2 separate regions of the Sus scrofa genome follow, and region 2 is linked to region 1. A link is a contact called in public Hi-C data. All regions are on one chromosome and are shown on one strand. Each heading gives the region's core, a stretch centred on a gene start, on an enhancer-like site or on the middle of the called end of the contact. The rest is flanking DNA. Distances are from core to core; before and after follow the strand shown.

Evidence for each region. A called contact is a pair of places that touch in the nucleus more often than the background predicts.
Region 2: a contact with region 1 is called in a Hi-C map of heart right ventricle, with 4 times the contacts expected there. The contact joins the promoter of SNX13 here to the promoter of AHR in region 1. A contact is called at or near these places in 3 of 47 Hi-C or Micro-C datasets (embryonic fibroblasts, heart right ventricle and liver).

Annotation. Positions count from the first base shown.
Region 1 is chr9:86,509,965-86,513,228 of Sscrofa11.1, forward strand. AHR (aryl hydrocarbon receptor) reads left to right here and starts at 1,902. Exons shown (of 11, transcript NM_001303026.1): 1 at 1,902-2,077. The coding sequence starts at 2,013.
Region 2 is chr9:87,085,490-87,089,091 of Sscrofa11.1, forward strand. It overlaps SNX13 (sorting nexin-13), which reads right to left and starts at 1,711. Exons shown (of 26, transcript XM_005667667.3): 1 at 869-1,711. The coding sequence starts at 1,468.

The sequences.
Region 1 (3,264 bases), core at 652-3,151:
TACTCTCAAAATATCTCTTGAATGAATAAAGTGTGGAGGGGATAATACCCACAAAATTTGGGTTAGGAATCACAAATGATATGGCATTTGAGCTGGGCTCTCTCTGTTATTATTAAAGAATAAGGTGGAGGGAGATGAATTAGGAATTTTGCAAAGCACAAAATTTAATAGTATTTGCTGGAATATTTAGATATAAGTGGAAAGAGAGTTGAAGATGTTTCATAGGTGGATTAGAGAAAATTTTCAGCTAAAGAAAACAATGAGTTCAATTTATCAACATTGTGAATCTGAGGTAAAACTCACCAGGTGGAAATGGCTTGATGACGTTTGAAAATGTAGGAATGGATATGGTGTGAGATGTCATCTGGATGTCCCAGTCTGGATGCCTTTCTGCTCCTGACAAGCAAATGTACTCCTCTCACTGTGCTCCCTACTCTGGTTAACAGCGCAGAAGGAGTCAGAAATCTTGGGGTCATTTATGATCGCTCTCTCTCTCCATGTATTTCCTTATTGTCCATCTTTTCTTCCTTTTCTCCATCCCATTGTCACTTCCCTGGATTTTACCTGGACTATTTCAACTCCCTTACTACTCTCCCTGCATCCAATCTTTCTCTCCTGTAATCCAGTTTGCACTTTCCTTCCAGAGTGACTTTTGTGAGACACCGGAATGTTGCTTTTCTGCTATGCATCTTTAAAAGGCTTCCATTGACTACAGAATAAAACCTGGACTCTTGACCAAGACTTTATGATTTGATCCTAGAATTCTTGAATCTCATTTCCAGTTTTCTCTCCAACCATACCAGACTACTTATCCTTAAATGTCTCCTGCAGCTCTTCTTCCTTTCCACCTTATTGAAATCTCAGTATAGAGTAACAAAGTTATTCTGGCTGGGCAAAAGATATTATACTGTTTATTGTGGAGACAAAAAACAAACCAAAACAAGAAGACAAGAAAACGCCTTGCCTTCAGGTTGAACTCAGATGTGGCCTCCTGAAGCTTTCTCTAGGAATATTTATAGTTCCACTGGTTATCTGCCAGCTGACAGTAATTCTTAGCCAAAAATTGAGTTACTGTCTCTTTTATAGGTAAGGTTAAGTTCACTATTTAGCACATCTGTCCTTGAGATTGTCTAGTTACAAACAGTTTGGCTACAAGTAATTTGTTGTCAAGTATCTTTCTGAGTATCTTTCTGGGTTGGAAGTGTGTCCACATAGCCCTTACCTTGACCTCAATAAGATGGCTACTGGGGGGTGTCATTACGTCTTACGTCATCACGTGTCGGGAAGGTGGTTACTAAGAGAATGTAATGAGGGCGGGGCCAAGTAGGACGGGGCGGGGCTATGAGGAGCTGGGCGGGGCTGGAGAGGGGTCGGGGGCTCTTCTGCTATTCAGCCGGTGCGAGCAGCGGCGGGAGGCAGCGCAAGGCGAGGCCACTCGACGCTAGGTGCCGAGAGCGTGTCCGCGACCACCGGCTCGGACAAGAGGCAGCCGCGTAGCCAAGCGGAAGCTGGTGGTACCGGGAGCGGAGGCCGGAGCCCAAGCTCCCAGGCGGGAAGCACCCAGGATCGGGGAAGCCCCGGGAGCAGCGCGGCGGCGCCTCCCTGACCCAAGGGGCCGCAGCGACGGTCACGGGGCGCGGCGCCACAGCGCGCGACCCAGGCCGGGATTCCAAACAGGCAGCAGAGGCTCCTCCTCCATTCAGGCCGCCTCACCTGCGGGCAGCGCCGCGCCCCCTCCGCTGGTATAGACGGCACCTGCGCCGCCTGGGTCACCGGTCTCCGCCCCTCGCCCCCCGGCGCCAGGCCCCGGCGGCGCACCTGGACGCGCGGAGCTGCGAGACCCAAGGCTCAGGCCGGGTGCGGCGTCTTTGCCACCGCCCAGGGAGCGCGCAGGTGGAGCGGGCGCGGCTGTGTGCAACCGGGCCCCGGCCGCTGCCGCCGTCCGGGTCGCCGCCGGGTCTCGAAGACCGGGCTGTCTGCGCTCGGGGAGGAGCCGCCGCCAGCCAGGCACCATGAACAGCAGCAGCGCCAACATCACCTACGCCAGTCGCAAGCGGCGGAAGCCCGTGCAGAAAACGTGAGTGTCCGGAGTGCAATCTCGAGGCGGGGTGGGCGCTCTGGTGCGCGGGTGTGGGAGGCGGCCCCACCCCGCCCCCAAATCCCCGCGGTCAGGGGATTAGGTCCCTTCTAGGCGCAGTCGGTGGAATCGAGATTTGGAGGCGGGTCGAAAGACCCGGGCTTTGGATTTTTCCGTGTTTAATTATTGCATTCAAAAAATTGTACCGCTCTCCAGCGCACACCCACCCTCTCACACCCCACTCGTTTGCTGCACTGTTCACTGTGCTGTGGTTCTATTATGTTGACAGCTCTGGTCTGCCTTGTGGGGTTGGTGGATTAGTTAACCTAAGCTTGTCTTGAAATCCCCTTTCACATTTAATATCCTCCTCGCTTAGGTTAGAGGACGGTCACCATTCTCACTCCTGGTAGGGCGAGATGCTTTAAAGAGCTAAACACGTGCTTTCTGCAAGAAGGGGGCCGAGTGCCTCTGAAGGTATTTTTTGGTCCAGTGCAGCGGGCTTTCTGTTGCACTCTTATTTACTTATTTGGCAGTAAATTTGTATTGCTCAGCGTGAACATATCGGTAAAATGTGTAGAGATGGTAGCAGGTTTGAGAGAGTAGTAGACAGGATACAGGAGCGGATTTGTATTTTCAGCCACCTTTTGGGGGAGCTTTCTTATAACTTTGGAGGTGGTTTTAGGGTCTGTAAAGTAAAAGATTTGAAGCTGGAATCGTTGAAACAGACGTTTTCATTCTTAGCATCTTTCTGTAATTCCCTTTCCCCTCCACTTCCAAGTTTTGTCAATTCTGATAGATTACAAACTTGGACTTTTTGTTTGTTTTGGTGGTATATTTGTGTGAGATGGCAAATTCTTTAAAGTAATTGTTGTCAGGAAAAAGAAAAATCTGTGCTCGAGACAGATTTACTTTTGTGAGTTGGCAGTATTCATGTGTTTATTTCTCATTATTATCCCTGAGTTATTTTACTTCACATTTTTCAAAATTTCAGAGACAATTTTAAGAACACACTCATTAAACGTTTACTCAAAACAAATCAGAAGTGTGCATTTGGCTTAAAACTTAATTTAGGTCACTAGTCCAAACCAGAAAAATAATAGATTATGTTTAGTATTCAAGACCAATTTAAAAGTTTCATTATTCTGGAGTTTTAATTTCCTTTTAGAATCTCAGTGATTATAGTCCTT
Region 2 (3,602 bases), core at 461-2,960, 580 kb after region 1:
TTTCCTCAAATCTACAAGCGTATACCACAACACGTAACTGTTAACTGGGATCAAGTACCTAGTTACATCAATTTCGTTCTTCCCCTTAAAAGTACTGCTAATAAAGGCAAACTTCTTCAAAAAGTCTGCTTTTTGCAATGGACATCAAGCACTAGAAAGAGAAACTGATTGGCTCGTCATAGTTGCCCTACTTCCATTTCAGGACCAAAGCAAAAAAACTGTCCCACTGAGAGTACCAAGGCAGCCTTGAGCAAATCAAGAGGTGAGATGCTAAAATGAACTTTCTCATACCCACGAATTAAGCGAAAAATGACGGGGTGTGGGAGAGGGAGGTGACATAACTGGGCTATCCAAGTGTCCCCTGAGAAAAAGGTCCTCTTCACCAAGTAGTCAAAGTAGGGGGTGGGAAACAAGCCAGTCTGGCTGAGTGACAAACCCAGGATGCTGACCGAGCTTGGAGGTGGAGGGCCCTGGAGGCCAGGACCCGAGAAGGCAGAGACCTCGGACAAACCGTAGGGGAACAGGAACCAGCAGCAACGCAGAGAGACCTAACGCTGCCACAGAGAGCGTGTAAGGAGACGCCACGAAGGGAGCGGCAGGTTAGGCAGTAGCGACAGCAGGAGGAAGATCAGTGCCAGGGGCAAGTGGCAACTGCGAAAGAGGCACAGGAAGCCAGAGGTGGTGGGACTCTGTTGAGTCAGCACAGCTCTTATTCAGGGGGCACTTGTAGGACCCCCGCTGCTCCTCCGGCCCCAGGGCCTGCTGCCTATGGTCCGGCCTGGCGGCGGCAGAAATGATGTTATCTGACTAGCCGGGGTCGGCCCCTTCCCCATTTCACGGGTAAACACTGGCCGCCGTCGCCGCTTACCTCTGTTAACATTATTACACCCCGGGGAAGTGAGCTCCTCCCTAGCCTCGCCGCATGGCAACAGCCGTAGCAGCAGCGAAAACTGCCCAAGCCGCCGCCAACGGCGGCGACAGCTCCTTCAGTCCTCTCCCGGGCGGCGGCTTTACTCGGCTTCGCTGGCTTCCCCCCGGCCCGGCTGCTCGCGACGGACGCGCCGCCATCTTGGAAGAGCGACGTCCGCGTCTCCCCGCGACGTGCGCTCCCATTGGCGGGCGCCGGGGCAGCTGGCGTCTCGTGACTGTCGCCATAGCGCCGGCGCGCGAGGAGGCGGAGGCGGATGGCCGGAGATCCACTAGGCGCCTGCTTCAAGGGTTCCGCCGCTGGGCTCACTGGCCGACCGGGGACCGAGGGGAGTTCAGAAACGCCCCAGCGCTGGGTCCACCTGGGAGCAGGCGTGCATGCCTGCGGCGGCCGCTCTTCCTCCGCCGCACGCCGGGGTCGGCTGACCCTGGGGTGGAGCAAGACCGGCGGCGGCCGAGACTTGCACTGATGGCGCTGTGAACCTCCCGCGTCTCGGGGACAAGGCGGCAGATGTCCAGTAGAAAAACTTCCCTCTCGCATTTCCCTGGCTCCGCGGCGACCAAAGAGCAGAAAGGGGATGTTCGGCTTCCTCCACGGTCTGGGCTTAAATGTGATCTGACACTTCTCCCCGCTCAGCCGCTCTCTCCTGCTAAACTTTGACAGAAACTTTCCTTTGTCTTTACCAATCCTTAGCAAGTTCTCTACTGGGGTGCGCGACAGGTTGTGGAAGTGATACCAGCATATCAGCTTTACTTTCGCTGATTTGGTGATTGGCCAGCACCTGTATAACAACGAGGGCTTCGTCTTGCTCCTCATAAAAGACCTCTTAAAAAAAAAAAAAAATCTAAGTCTAAGCCTATTTTGCTTTTTAACCGCAATCTGTGCTTTACTAGTTTCTTGATACTGTGTGTGTGATGGTGAGCAAATTTCAGCAGGTATTGACACAAATAGTCCCAACTTAATGCAACAGTGTGCATAAAAGCCCCTGAATCTGTTGCTAGATGAGTTACAATGTGTGAAAATAAATGCAATCACCTCTACCTGAATTGTAATGGTTGTAATTTACCTGAACCTGCTGTCAAAGTGTGTGTTGCCCTGCTGTACGTTAGAAACAAGTTTACAAGGAAATTGACAAGTGAGTTTTCAGACTTGACACACAGAATCCTTCCATCTCTTTTAAGGTGAAACAAAGGCATTCTGTAAAGCTAAGAATCTCCCGCTTCCCCTTTCTTAACAATAGTACTATTGTGTAAAATGAAATTTACTTAATACATTACTTTTAAATTCTCAAACCCTTAAGTAAAGGCCTTACAAACCTTGTGTTACCTCCGTTGTGTCTTCATCAAGGAAGCCGAATGGTTCATTTTGGTAGGTGGGAATTCAAAATAAATCCTGATTTTACTCAGTTCAACTAATTGAGAAAAGTAGTTTTGCTGTTGTTTTACTTTCAATTTTTTTTTTTTTTTTTTTTTTTTTGTCTTTTTGTCTTTTTGCCATTTCTTGAGCGGCTCCCGCGGCATATGGAGGTTCCTAGGCTAGGGGTTGAATCAGAGCTGTAGGCTCAGTGGGCCTAACCCACTGAGCAAGTCCAGGGATCGAACCATCAACCTAACCTCATGGTTCCTAGTAGGATTTGTTAACCATTGAGTCACCACAGGAACTCCTTGCTGTTGTTTTAATCTTCATCTGATATATAATTTCCATATTACTGGGCCGGCAAGATTCTGACCTCTGCAACAGAAAAAAAATCTGTTACTGGTATTGACAGAATAAGCCACAAACAGAAAATAAGATTGGAAAATACTATCTGGCCTAAGACATTAAGGGAAATGAAGAGATACTAGAGACCACAAGGAACCTGGAAAAAGATAACTGTTCCAACCTATAAATAAGAAAACAGAGGAGGCTTATCAATATTTAAGACACCAACTAGTAAATTAAAACTGTAATTTAGGTGTCTGGCCTGAGTAGTCTTCTTTCACATTTTCCTCATGCCAGAAGCAAAGCATTTTTACTTATTTTTAAGGTAAAATAACTGTAGACACAACTTGAGATCTGTACCAACCTGTGAAATGACATTAATATGCTTTTAACATTTAGAAGTTTGTCCATAAACCTAGAAGCAAGCCAAATTCATTAACTCCAGGTTTTCTCAGCCAGAATTCTTTCTGTGACCTAAAAAAAAAAAAAAAAAAAAAAACCTATGCTGACTAGCCTCCCTGTCCCAACCCACATGCACCTCTCTGACCTCATTTCTAATAAGCACTTGGTTCTAGCTATCTTGCTCCTGTAACTGTAAGGCATCCTCTAGCCTGGGGCATTTTCACTGACTAGTCTCTTTATCTGGAAGGATCTTTCCACCAAAGACCTACAAGCTATATCTCTCACTTCTGTTTCATCTTTGCTCAAATGTCACCCTTTTCAAGGAAGCCTACTAGAACCATCCATTTAAAATGTTGCCCCTACCCCAGCTTCCTCCTAAAAGACCCAGAAAGGAAAAGGCCTAATTAAAACATCGAAAACAAAATCCTTGGTGTTGAAAGAATTTTTTTAATTGACCATTGTGTGTTCTTATCTTGAAATAGTGGGGGAATTACTTTTACTGTCACAAACATGCCAGAGAAATTTATAATAGAATTTTAAACTAAGCCTTTCCCTTCACCTTATATCACTG